Linked DNA regions of Callithrix jacchus: region 2 is linked to region 1. The links are chromatin contacts, called in public Hi-C maps. All regions are on one chromosome and are shown on one strand. The core of a region is the stretch at or near the end of the contact, and the rest is flanking DNA. Distances in the headings are between cores, read along the strand shown. Region 1 has its middle 28 kb from the start of HIF1AN. Region 2 holds the start of PAX2 (paired box 2).

Region 1 (3,160 bases), core at 496-2,995:
GGCCTCCCAAAGTGCTAGGATTCCAGCCCACTGCACCAGCCCCAATATATTTTTTTCTTCATTTTTCATAAATTCATAATCGGGGGGGAAAAAAAGATAAATGTTCCCCATTTGAAGATGCAGCTCTAGCTGCCCTCCTTCAAGGGGCCTTCTTTTGTAGGCTCCTACCTACCTCTGATCTCCCAGGCGTTCACCATCAAAGCTCACCACCCACCACTTGACTCTGCTGCATCTCCCCCTTCTCTAGGCAAGGCATGAGTCCTGTCTCCACACCAGGTGCTGGGATCCTCAGATGGTTACGAGCCTAGGCCTTCTTCACTTAAGGGGTCTGCTCCCCCAAGAGCAACTGGGAAAGACAGTATCAGATGGTATGTAAGTTCTCTTCCAGCTCCACTATTCAAGGATTTGGAATTTGAGAGTTCTTTCTAGAATGTTCCTCTGGGAAGGTCTTCAGAGTGTCTTCGGTTAGCAAACATCCACATGTTCATGAGCTGTGACAAAAGTTCTCTCTCTCTCTCTCTCTCTCTCTCTCTCTCTCTCTCTCTCTCTCTCTCTCTCTTTCTCCACCTAAACCCCCTGGAGACATGGAGACAGAAACGTTTCCCTACAAGCTCTCCTCCTCCCTTCTTTCTCCAAAAAGGGAACAGTCAGCATCCTGGGGCTCAGTGCCTCACCACAAACCACAAAGCATGGCTGCCCCCATGGGGCTTCACTGAGCATGGCAGCCTCCATTACCCATCCTCCTGCCCCATCAGGACAGAATCAACCTCCATCTCCAGCCCTCCAAGAAAACGCCAATGGCCTCCTCATCCCTCCAGTTCCTTCCCCTCTCCCACTCCTCCCAGGAGGCTGAGTCCACTCCCTGCAGCAATCCCTCACCCTCAACACGCCATCCACCCACACCCTCATGTCCCCGCTCCTAAGGGGCACCCACACCCCCAGACTGTCCTCGGTTCACCCCGCCCCAGCTCTCCAACGCCCATCCGGAGCTTCCAGGTTGCGTCCCGATTCCAGCCCCGGCCACTTCCTCCCGCCACCTGGGCCAGAGCTGCCTGAAGAGCAACCCCGTGTCCTCAGCAGGCCCACCCCAGGCTGGAGGAGGGGACCTCATCTCCAAATGAGGTCAGAGGACCACGGACCTCAGACTCACCTGGGAAACTGGTTACAAATACAAATTCCTGGACCCCACCCAGAACTACTGAATTATTCTGGGGGTGGAGCCCAAAACCTGCCCCGCCCGCAGCCCCTCTGGCGAGCCTGCTGCGGTCCAGACTCAGGGCCCAGTCAGACGCCCAACCCCTCATCCCAGCGACCCGAGCGAGCGTGGCCGCCACTCCGCTTTGAACAGCAAAAGAACTCAAGACAGAGCTGAGCTGGGCTGTGGACAGCCCACGGCCAGTCGGTGGAGGGTCAGGGGCCCCAGGCTCTAACATGGCCCCACAGACCCTCATGTTAGAAGAGCGGCACCCCACCCCGAACCATGGGCTGCGCGCCAGGGCGGACAGACCACATGCCAAGTCGCTCAGTCCGGAACACGTGGGCCCAGCAGAAGTCACATCTGGATTCTACGCGTGCTCGGCCGCGGGCTAGCTTCTTCCACACCACTGGCATCTTCTTGCCACCCAGGAGACCTGGGCCGGCTGCGCCCCAGCAGAGCAGGGCCCACGAGCTCCCCGCAGTGGGGAGTGCGGAAAACGCAGCTGCGGCCTTGCTGCACACTTCGCTCCCGCCATTGGCTCAAGATGCCTGCGTGGAGCGAGTGCGCCACGCTGCGGCCGCAGCAGGGACGACACGTCCCAGGGGAGGGCACAGGAAAGATGGTGCGTGAGGGCCAAATTTCCAAGTTCTCTCCCACCTCAATGCCCCGTTTTATAGCCACCCTCTCAGGCTGACCTCTACCCTAGACCCCTTCTAACTAATCGCTAACCGTCTGACTTCAGGAAGGCCAGAGATGAAAGTTAGAGGCTAATGCCTCTGGGCAGCCATAGGAAGAAATGCAGACCCCAAATTTTCCCCTAAATCCTAGAAATATGCTCCAGATAAAAGTCTTTGCCTGGGTTCAGATAATAGACTCCTGTCCTTCATTCCAGAAATTTCAGCACCATTGAATCACTGGCAAGCTTCTGACAGTATTCAGGCCCATTGCCATGCTGGCTTCCTATCAAAAATCTCATTTGTCACTGACCTTAGCAGGGGAAAAGACCTCAGAATTAGACCCGGTACTCCAGAGGTGGCCTGACCATCTCAGAAAGCAGTGGAGAAACACCTCCCTTGATCTGGCTGCTGTTTGGCTAATGCAATTCATGGCTGTGTTAGGATTTTAGCAGTCACATCACACAGTTGACTCATATTGAGCTTGCAGTCAACTAAACCCCCCAGGTCTTTTCTTCATGAACTGCTGTCAAGCTGGGCCAGCCCCCACACCCGGTACTTATGTCATTGATTTTGTTTTAACCTAAGTGCAGGACTCTACATTTATCCCTGTTAAGTTTAATCTTGTTGGTTCCAGCCCAGTGTTCCAGCCTGTTGAAATCGTTTCGAATCCTGACTCTTTCATGCAAAGTATTAACTGCCCCTCCTAGCTCTATCACCTGCAAACTTGATGAGCCTGCTGCTTTGGTCAGTTGTCAATAAAAATGTCAGACAGGACACAGGCCCAGACTGAGCCCTCAGGCATACTGCTGGAGACTTCCCTCTAGTCTAGGCTGACGTGGATCCATTAATCAACCCTCACTGGGTCTGGCTCTTCACCAAGCTTCCTAGCCATTTGATTCAGATGCTTCTGCCACAACTACAGATAACATGAGAAGCTTTGTCAGCTTCTTTGCCAGAAATGTCTCTTGCCCAAGCTGTGGCCCCCACACCAAGCTTGGGCATTCTTTCTACCCTACCCTCCACACCCCACCATCACTTGTTTACTCATAACTTTAGGGGATCAGATTTCCAATGGTACCCCCTCCTGCATGACTTGAGGTAGTATTTCTGAGCTTCAGGATCACCTTGTGTGTACCTTTGCTAAGTATTTCATATCCCATCATCCCATGCCTTCTCTGAGGTCTTATTCTCTTATAGTCTCTCTCCTGCCACCTTCTCTAAATGTGCAGTGGCCTCCCTTGCCTAAAAAGCCCTCTACTTGCTGCCTCCTTAAACTGTGGTTGGC
Region 2 (3,160 bases), core at 199-2,698, 180 kb before region 1:
TCCCCGTAATGTTAAATATATGTTTAGGAAAAGCACAGCTCTCCCTCCTCGCCTCTCTTGTCCTAAGCACAGGTCCAAGCCAGGTCTAAAGTTTCCTTGTGAAAAGTTACAAATGATCCTTAATTATTAATCTGCAGATAGGGGGGAGTTTTCTATTTAGAATTTTATCTTTTTTAAAAAGCCTGCAAAAAAAATTTAGGAACAGTTTTTCAACCTAAAGACTGGTATAAATTAAATTTAAGTTTCATTAAAATAACTCTCTCTTTTCTCCCCTTCTCCTTTTTCTTCTGTAACATTGTTTCCACTTTCTTTTTAAAATTTCCTTTCCCTTGTTTGGATTTCTCTTCCTTTCTCCCAGCTTTGGCATTTGCTTTCCTTTTGTTCTTTCCCCGTCAATTTTTGCTCTTTGCTGACCCCCTGGCCATGTTGTTGGCTCCAGGATCCTCAATGTGGAGTGGGAGGCTAGGTGAGGAGCCTCCAGAGCTGAGAGCAGAGCTGCACTCGGCCGGGCCCACCTGGAAGGAAGGGCTGCTGGCTCTCTCCCTGACTTCGATTTCTTCTCGGAACCCCTCTTTGTTTTTAGAGCATCTCCCAGGCAGAGGCTGGGAAAGATGACCATCGCGTCCTGACAACCTCAGATTCGCAATGTGAAGTGAAGGCGAAGCCCAGGGAAGTGGGGTGGGAAAGAAAGGAAGAGGAAGGAAATATTTCAAACCAGCCCACAAGAAGCCTCGGCTGGGCTGGAAGGGCCTGGAGATGCTGAGAGATGAGGGTCAGAAGGGGGCACCCCACCCCCATGCTCGTCTGCCCAATTGTCCTGATACTGAGGCTGACCACTCTTGGAGTCTCCTGGACCCCACAACTCTTGAGTTTGAGAAAGATAAAGATGTGGGGAAAAAAGAGAGGGAGGCAATCAGAGGAAGAGAGGGAGAGAGAAAAGAGAAAACACAACAAAACAACACCCTGAAAACTGCCTGCTAATTTTCCCCCAGCACAGGGCAAGATGCTGACTAGGGAGAGAGCTGCTGGAACCAGGACTCCGGAGCTGTGGATCCCATGACCTAAGAAGGAGCGGATGGAAGGAGCAAAGGCAAGTGATAGGCACAAGGGAAGGTAGGAAAACAGGCAGGCAGAGAGGTAAGTATGGGTGACAGACGGCAGGAAAAGAAGCTGGAGGCATTAGAAACACCAGGTAAGGTAAAGAGGAAGAACGAAAGGAGGGACCAGGAGAAGCCAGGGTGGCTCCAAGATGGGACCTGAGTGCGGGGGGCCGGGGCCACGCTGGAACTGGACCAGGTTGGGAAGGACAACCCCGAACGAGGACAGGAGCCGGGCGCCGGTACTCACGGTGCATCGCGGAGAAGGGGTCTGCTTTGCAGTGCATATCCATGGGGAGGCAGAGGAGCGGGAGCAGCGCGGCCGCCGCCGCCGTGTCGCCTCGCAAACTCAACTTCAGGACTTGAGGAGAAAAGGGAGGGATGGTGGGGGAGGGAGGGTGAGTGAGCGCCCAGCTGCTGCGAGGCGCGCGGGGGCGAGGGGCGCAGTGCTGCGCTCCCCGTGGGGGTTCCTCCGGGCTGGCCGGAGCTTCCAACTGCAGTAGCCGCAACTTGCCACCGTTGGGACTCGGGGCCGGGCGGTCAGCAGAGTGGCCCCGGGGCGGTGGGCCGGGCCGGGGGGCACTGGGGGCGCATGGCTCCTGCGGCGGCTGCAGCCAGGGCTGAAGCCGGGCAGGGGAGGTGACTCGCTCAGCTCCCCTGGAACCCGGTCATCCAAGAGGCGGTTGTCCGAGAGCGAGCGGGGCGGGGGTGGCCCGAGGGCACCGGAAGGGAAGCCGGGCCTCTCCAAGTGCTGGCGAGTTGGCGAAGTTGGCAGAGAAGTAGCAATCCCGGGGATGTCCGAGCGGGCGCCTACGAGAGGGGAGCGCGCGGGCCGGGCCCCCGCCCCCAGAAAAGGCTGGCGCAAGGTGCCTCCGCCGAAGGGCCGGGAGGGAGGGAGGGAGGGAGGGAGCCTAGCTGCGTTGGCAGCCCAGGGCTGGCCCCAGGTGGGTTGCGGCTGCGAGAAGACTCGGCCGGAGACTGGAGCCTGGGCTCCCGGTGTGTGTCTCTCTAAAAGCTGCAAAGCCCCCTCCAGACCCCCTCCGCCTCCCCGCGCCGGGAGATGGATGACTTGTCAGACAAAGGCAATAGATTCCACCACTCTGTGATTCGCCAGCGCCGGAGCCCCGAGCTTCGGCGAGGAGGGCCCCGCGCCTGTCACTCCGGTGCCCGCAAGGGGAGGGCAGAGGAGGGGGAAATGGGAGGGAGGGAAGGAGGGAGCACCGGGCGTATGAAGAGGGAGGGAGGGGAGCGGGCCGGGGGAGGGGGAATGGGAGCCCAGGATTAAAACTAGACTGAGAAACGAAACTCGCTGATAAGATAAACGTTAGATAAGGATAAAGAGCGGCCAGTCTAATGAATATTCAGGTAACGACAGAGGGCCTCGGAGCGCGCTGCGCTCTGAAGCCAGGCTCTCAGTTCTAACTCGCCCAGCCCTGCAATCCACCGGCCAGTGCCCGCCTGGGCCGCGCGGCCCCGGGCCCAGTCCGCATTCCTAGCCCCAATCCCACCATTCTCGACTCTGAGTTCCCTTCCGTTCGTTCCTTCCCGGCTCTTCCTCCCTCTCTTTCTGGTTTTTCCCTTTCGCCTTTCCCTCTGGAGGTATCTTCCCACCCACGCACCTCCCCCACTTCTCATTCCACGGAAAAGTGTCCAGCAGTCTGTCTTGTCCTCTCTCTCCCGTCCCACGCGCGACTGCGCGTAGGGCCTCCCCAGTCCCCTTGCCCACCAGGTCTGGGCAGTCCAGACGCTTGGTTTAGAATCTAGCTGGAGATCTCCGGCGAGTACCCACCTGCCTGGGTGGGACCCGGCGGAAGGTGGGAGAGCAGGGGGACTTGGTTCCTGAACCCTCGGGTGGCTGGGGAGGAGGCCAGGGGAGGGAGACAGTGCGGAGCGGCAGGTCGCTGGCGGCAGAGGATGCGGGAGACGAGGCTGGCTCTCCCCGGCTGGGGAGAAGAGGACGCTGCGCAGGCGACTGAGCGCCGCCAGCTGCTAGCTTGGCGGATCCGGAGCGAGCTCAGGAGGCGCCGCGCGGGGCTGGCCCCACTCCTGCCGGAGCCTCTGCA

The links. Hi-C and Micro-C count contacts between places; a contact is called where the count stands out from the background.
Region 2: a contact with region 1 is called in a Hi-C map of skeletal muscle, with 14 times the contacts expected there. The contact joins the promoter of PAX2 here to the enhancer-like site in region 1. A contact is called at or near these places in 2 of 3 Hi-C or Micro-C datasets (induced pluripotent stem cells and skeletal muscle).

Annotation. Positions count from the first base shown.
Region 1 is chr12:93,478,461-93,481,620 of calJac240_pri, reverse strand. No RefSeq gene overlaps it. Among named protein-coding and RNA genes, the nearest start is that of HIF1AN, 28 kb to the right of the region's middle. Within about 2 kb of position 1,745, at least 4 of the 16 cell types and tissues checked have an H3K27ac peak or open chromatin away from gene starts, as enhancers often do.
Region 2 is chr12:93,658,053-93,661,212 of calJac240_pri, reverse strand. It overlaps PAX2 (paired box 2), which reads right to left and starts at 1,448. Exons shown (of 11, transcript XM_017979246.4): 1 at 1,348-1,448. The coding sequence starts at 1,390.